Regions from separate parts of the Sus scrofa genome. Here region 1 is linked to region 2. A link is a contact called in public Hi-C data. All regions are on one chromosome and are shown on one strand. Each heading gives the region's core, a stretch centred on a gene start, on an enhancer-like site or on the middle of the called end of the contact. The rest is flanking DNA. Distances are from core to core; before and after follow the strand shown. Region 1 holds the start of C2H19orf71. Region 2 holds the start of CACTIN (cactin).

Region 1 (3,149 bases), core at 550-3,049, 73 kb before region 2:
CACCCCCATCCCTGGGGGACACAGAGGTCACAGCTTTTAGAGCCCTCTCTTTCAGAGGGCAGTTGTCTGAACCTGCCTGAACTTGGGGACGGGTGAGAGACAGTGTACATAGATGTGTGTATTCCAATTGGTCGAGACCTTATTTTTGTTTGAGTTTTGTTTTTGTTTTGTTTTTTAATAAGAAAACTGGCCTATGTGTACCGCACCCTGGCCCTGGTTCTGCTTGTAGGCCCTGGCCCAGGGAGCACAGAAGGGACGTGAAACCATGAACACAGTGTTGTCAGCACGCACCATGGCGGGAGCGGCAGTGGGTGCCGTGCAGGGCGTTCCCCTTGGGATGCAGCATGACGGTCATTAAGCCACAGGGGTTGTGCACGGCTGGGGCTCCCAGTTCGTCTGTCTGGGCCTGACAGGTCAAGTGTGCATATGCTGAGACCCCACACCAGCCTGAATGTCACAAACGTAGTGACGGGCTGGCCTTCGTGAGAGGCTGTGGTTAGTGAGTGGCTCTGGTGTCCCTGAATTCTGGACCTGTGATTCACGCCCATCCCTGCGGTCTGGCTGGTTCCCATGAGAGGAGTAGGGAGGGTGAGAGCTAACCTGGTGGGGAAACCTCCATCTGACAGCTGGGGCACCAAGCCTACTGGGGACATTGCCAGCCCAGCGGCCTGCCATGGGGGAGGGTGTATGTGGTGGGGCAGGATTTGTTTCCATCAATCCTGGGATGGTAAAGGTGAAAGGGAAGTAGTGACATGGTGATAGCCGAAGGTGAGCAGGGGCCTTCCCTGTCATGCAGCGGCTTCTGGGAAGGATGTGGGGGGTCAAGAGGGCTGCAAGGGTATGGGGGAGGCAAGAGGTCCTGGGGGCCAGAGAGGAAAGTAGCCCAGGCCAGAGAGGCTATACCACTGGGTGGGCTGGCAGGCCTGGAGACCCCAGGGGGTCTTGAGAAGGATAAGGCCTCCTGTGGTGAGCAGCTGCCCACAACTGGTGGGCACCCCAGGCCCTTTCCTCCTAGTGAAGATCCCTGTTCTGGGCACTGGGGACAAGAGAAGCCAGACCCAAGACCTGCCCTTGAGGAGCTTCTGCTGTGGCAGGTGAGTGGGACTGTAGAGTGTTAGGCATGTCTGGCTGTCATGGGGCGAAAGTAGAGTGAGGCCTTGGGAGAGAGCAGCTTTGCGTCGAGGGCTTACTATGAATCTGATGTTTGAGCAAGGGCCTTAGGGGAAGCATGGACACAGCTGGGCAGAGGTGGTGCTCCAGACCAGGGCATGGCTCAGGCCAAAGCCTTGGAACAGGACCAGGCCTGATGTGTTGGAGGAAGGGCAAGGAGGTACATGTGGCTGGAGCAGAGTGAGTGAGAAGAGGAGGGCAGGTCGTGCAGGGGCTTGTGGGCTGCAGGGAGGACTGGGCTTTACCCCCACTGGGGTGGGAGGTCTTGACTGTGCTGAGATGGGAAGGGATGAGATTGCCATGTAGAGACCTGAAAACAGGTGGGCGGCGGCACAGAGACCAGAGAGGAGGAGGCTCTGAGCAAGGCAGGTGATGACATGGACTATGGCCAGGAACAGATGAACATGGTGAAAGGCAGGAAGCTTCTGGATTTTTTGTTAATGTTTTGTATGTGTAGTGAAATGTGCGTAACATTAAAGTGTATGATTTAGTGCTTTTTAGTATATTTACTATGTTGTGCCACCGTCACCACTAATTCCAGAACATTCTATCATCCCAAAAGAAGCCCTTTCCGCATGAGCAGTTACTCCCATCCCTCCTCAGCCCCTTGACAACCAGGAATTCAGCCTCTGTCTCTCTGGATGTGCCTGTTCTGGAAGTTTCCCATCTATGGAGTTGCACACTGTGACCTTCTGTGTCTGTTTTACTCACTGAGCATCGTGGTCTCAAGGCCTGTCCATGTTGTGTCAGTGCGTTGCTCCTTTTTGAGGCTGCGTGATACTCCACTGTGTGGAGGGTTACATTTTGTGTGTGTGTTCTGTAGTTGGTGGGCATTTGGATTGTTTCCACTCTGTGGCGGTTGTAGATCGTGCTGCTGGGAACTCGGCATGTGCACACACTGGATATTGGATATATTTTGGAAACAGATGAAGTACGGGCTGGGGTGGGGAGAGAATGTGGGAGCTGAGGTTGCTGCAGGGTCCCAGCTTGAGCATCTGGGAAGGTGGCACTGAGGGTGCAGGAGGGAAATTCAGACGCTTCCTTCGGTTCAGGGCCCTTCACAGGGGTGCTAGGAGGCTAAGGAGAGGTGGAGGGGGAGCCCCATGCCAGGGTGCCACCTCCTTCCTCCAGCCTCTGTGCTCCTGGCCTCTTGGCAGGGGGCCAGCCTGCCCAGCTGTTGCCAGGACACTGGGGTGCCTTTGTTGCTGTCAACAATGGCCCCACAGGCCTTGGAGGCATGAGCCCCTGGGCATCCAGAGGCAGACATGCAGACCCTGAGGCGGAAGGCTGCCCAGCCCTATGTCCCCCGGGATACCCTTGAGGTGGACTTCCCGGCATCACTGTACAGGTGAGCACCACCCTACCCCTTCCCTCTCTTGCTCTCTCTGGGTTTGGCTTCCTGCCAGCCTCATCTTTTCTCTATAAAGGCCCTTGGGTGCTGCACCAGCTCCCCTCCTCCTATTCTGGCTGATCCCTGCACCTGCCCGAGCCAGGATTGGGACCTGGCAGGAGTGCATGCAGGTCACATGTGATCATTTCTGCGTGCACAACACATGCACACAGCCAGCAGAACAAACGCTAGGTACCCGGGAGCCCTGTGCTGCTGGAATAGCACCTGGGATGGGGCAACTTCAAGCACAGAATTTACCCTCTCCCAGCACCAGGGGCCAGATGTCCCAGACCAAACGTGTCCAAGGGGTGGGGCCTTCTGAGACCATGAGGAAGGATCTGTCCTATGTTCCTCCCAACTACTGGAGACTGCTGGCAGTCCATGGTGTCCCTGGGCTTGTAAAAGCATTGCCCCATCTCAGCCTGTCATCACCTGGCCTTTTCCCAACTGTCCAGATCCCATCCTTTCAGGACATCAGGTATTGCCTTAAGACCTCCCTAACCTGGCATGACCTCACCTTAAGTTTTGTCTGATAAGACCCTATTTCCAAATAGGGTCATGTTCTGAGATTCTGGGTGGATGTGGATTT
Region 2 (3,497 bases), core at 788-3,287:
TTTTTTTTTGCTTTTTAGTGCCACACCCATGGCATATGGAAGTTCCCAGACTAGGGGTCTAACTGGAGCAACAGCTGCTGGCCTATGCCACAGCCATAGCTATGCTGGATCGGAGCCACATCTGGGACCTACACCACAGCTCACAAGGCAATGCTGGATCCTTAACCAACTGAGCAAAGCCAGGGATTGAACCCGCATCCTCATGGATACTAGTTGGATTCGTCACCGCTGAGCGATGACAGGAACTCTTCAAAATTTGAATTTCATCTAATTTTTACGTATCATGAAATATTACTCTTGATTTTTTTCCCCCTCATCATTTAAACATGTAAAAACTATTATTGGTCCACAGACTGTAGTTTGCTAAGCCTAGTTTTTTGTTTTTCTGGGTCTGTGGTGTACAACCTACACCACAGCTGTGGCAATGGCGGATCCTTTAACCCACTGCACAGGGCCAGGGATCAAATCTGCATCTCTGCAGGCACCAGACCCGCTGAAGTTGGATTCTTTTTTTTTTTTTTTTCAGCTTTTGTCTTTTGAGGGCTGCACCTGCAGCATATGAAAGTTCCCAGGCTTGGGGTGGAATTGGAGCTACAGCTGCTGGCCTACACCACAGCTCACGGCAACGCTGATCCCTGACCCACTGAGCAAGGCCAGGGATCAAAACTGCATCCTCATGGATACCAGCTGGATTCGCTTCCGCTGTGCCACAACAGGAATTCCCTGCAGTCGGATTCTCAACCTGCTGCACTGGGACTCCTAAACCCTGGTTTAAACCATCTCTTTACTATTTCTGCTACCTTCTTTCTTCCTAGAATTCCTGGATGGGAATAACCCTATGAGACTCAAAAGGAAAAGCCAGATCTCAAACCTAGAGGGTGATCAGCTATGTCTGACTAGTGCCAGTCTGGTTATGTGTGAAGAACAGGCTGGAGTAATAGGAGACAGTGCATATGGATGGAGAAGCCCCATTTAGGTCTTGGGGACAGAGATGAGGAAACATGGACCGTAGTGGGGCAGGGATTGGCCTGAGTGTCAGAGCCAGTTATGGGCTGAGCCAGCACTGGGACACAGGTCTGAGAGTCAGTCCCTATCATGGTGCTGATTTCTTTGTGTTGAAGCAGACTCAACTCAATCCAGGTGTTTCATCTCCAAAAGAAAAGGACCATGGGCTGAAGGGAAGCTAAGCACCAAGTCTGGGGAATTAACTGACTTCTGCCACCATCATCAACAATTCTCCCCTCTCACAGCCTACCTCCATTAGCAAGGGTTGTCACTTCTCCTTCTGAAATCCCTCTCAAATTGAGCTACTTTTCCCAGTGTACCTCATTACAGCCTACCTCTCCCGAAAGCCATCATCATCTGTTGCCTGGACAGCTGTACTATTTTTTTCCTCCCTGGTGTCACTCTTGCGTACCCACTCAGTCCCTTCTCCACGCGAAAGCAAGCGGGAGTTCTGCAAGGTAATCCAGATCACATCACTCCCTGGTTCAAAATCCTCCACAGCCCTCCAGATAACAGTCAAACCCTTTACCACGGTACGCACGACTGCACGATCTGGTCTCCTACTTTCTCTCCAAACTCATCTACTCCGCTCCGCCCCGCTCACTGCTCTTCTTGCTGTACCTCCAGCTACCAGGTGCCTTGCTTGGAATGCTTTTCACTTTCTTGTCGCTGTCTAGTTAATTCCGACGTGCTCAGACGTCCCCTTCTTCAAGAAGTCTTCCCTAACTCGGAGCCTCCCAACTCCCCGAGGGCTGGAGCCGGACCCACCAGCGCGGCTCACACAGCTACCCTACCTGCGATCCCGGCTCCTCCGCCTCCGCCTGCGCCGCCCCTCGTCGTCCCGGCGCCGTCGGCTTCTCCGCCCATGGCTCCCACTCCGACTTCGGCTCCGACTTCCGCTCCTACTCCGCTGTCTCCGGTTCCTGCGACCAGCGGACCGCGAACGCGAGCGTGTGTCCCGACCCATCGGCTGGGACGGTACCGGCGGCGCTGACACAAATATCCGGGGCCTGCGCCGGGGGCCTTCCTCCCTCGCGGCGCGTGCCTCGCTGCCCCGTCCGCGCCTGAACAGGAAGATAGGAACCCATCCCGCAGCCCCATACCGCGGGGACTCTGGAGCCCCGTAACCTCCAAACTGTCCTTAAGTGGGTCCTCTGTGACGGACTTCTGCCGGACTGTCGCCGCCAGGGATGGGGGACTCGCTCTTAAGGCAGTACTAAGGGCAGGCTCAGGTGGGTCCTCGCGCCTCAGGGAACCTGCATCTGTGGGCTGAGCAAGAGCGAATCAGGAACTGCGAGTGGGGCGGAGCCTGATGAGGCGGGACCAAGAAGAAGCCCGTCCAGAGAGGAAGTGGGGCCAGCGTGGGTGAAGCCTAGGAGGCGGGGTCAATAGAAGGCGTGGCCAAGGGAGGCGTGTCCGGGGAGTTTCTCGTCCAGATAGCTCAAGGAGCTGGGATGGGGACCGAAAAGCACTAGAGGCTGGATTGACCCTCTGTGAGAGTCATCATCATGCTCTACCACCCGCCAATGAATACTTACTGTGTTTCAGGGGTTAAGCTTTTTTTTTTTTTCTTTTTGGCTTTTTAGGTCCACACCCGCGGCATATGGAAGTTCCCAGGCTAGGGGTCCAATCAGAGCTACAGGGGCCGGCCTACACCACAGCCATAGCAACGAAGGATCCAAGCCGCGTCTGCAGCCTACACCACAGCTCAGGGCAATGCTGGATCCTTAACACACTAATAGAGGCCAGGGATCGAACCTGCATCCTCATGGATCCTTGTCAGGTTCGTTAACTGCTGAGCCACGAAAGGAACTCTTGCTTTTTTTTTTTTTAAGTTTTATTGAAATATATTTGAGGGAGTTCCCATTATGGATCACTGGTAAAGAACCCGACTAGTATCCATGAGGACGAAAGTTTGTCAATCCCTGGCCCCGCTAAGGACCCAGCATTGCTGTGAGCTGTGGTATAGATCAAAGAGGTAGCTCTGCTCTGGCATTTTTGTGGCTATGGTGTAGGCTGGCGCCTGCAGCTCCAATTCAATCTCTAGCCTGGGAACTTCCACATGCCACGGGTGTGACCCTAAAAAGACAAAAGAAAGAAATATAGTTGATCTACAAGGTTGTGGAGTCAAAGCTTAAAAAAAAAACCTAAATTCCCCATCAACCCATTTTGTAGATGGGGAAAGTGAGGACCAGAGAAGGAATGTCATTTTTTGTCTTTTTGCCTTTTCTAGGGCCGCTCCGGTGGCATATGGAGATTCCCAGGCTATGGGTCTAATCAGAGCCATAGCCACCGGCCTATGCCAGAGCCACGGCAATGCGGGATCTGAGCCACGTCTGTGAACTACACCACAGCTCGCGGCAACACCAGATCCTCAACCCACTGAGCAAGGCCAGGGATCGAACCCACAACCTCGTGGTTCCTAGTCAGATTCGTTAACCACTGCACCACGATGGGAACTCCAGGAATGTTATTCTAATACCTCTGTGCCC

Evidence for each region. Hi-C and Micro-C count contacts between places; a contact is called where the count stands out from the background.
Region 1: a Hi-C map of embryonic fibroblasts shows a contact between it and region 2, with 4 times the contacts expected there. The contact joins the promoter of C2H19orf71 here to the promoter of CACTIN in region 2. A contact is called at or near these places in 2 of 5 promoter capture datasets (fetal liver and liver), 2 of 47 Hi-C or Micro-C datasets (both in embryonic fibroblasts) and 1 of 2 datasets of contacts at active chromatin or transcription factors (alveolar macrophages).

What each region holds. Positions count from the first base shown.
Region 1 is chr2:75,121,114-75,124,262 of Sscrofa11.1, reverse strand. C2H19orf71 reads left to right here and starts at 1,799. Exons shown (of 3, transcript XM_013987308.2): 1 at 1,799-2,518. The coding sequence starts at 2,436. It also overlaps a transcript of FZR1 not described here.
Region 2 is chr2:75,047,790-75,051,286 of Sscrofa11.1, reverse strand. CACTIN (cactin) reads right to left here and starts at 2,037. Exons shown (of 11, transcript XM_021084098.1): 1 at 1,800-2,037. The coding sequence starts at 1,972.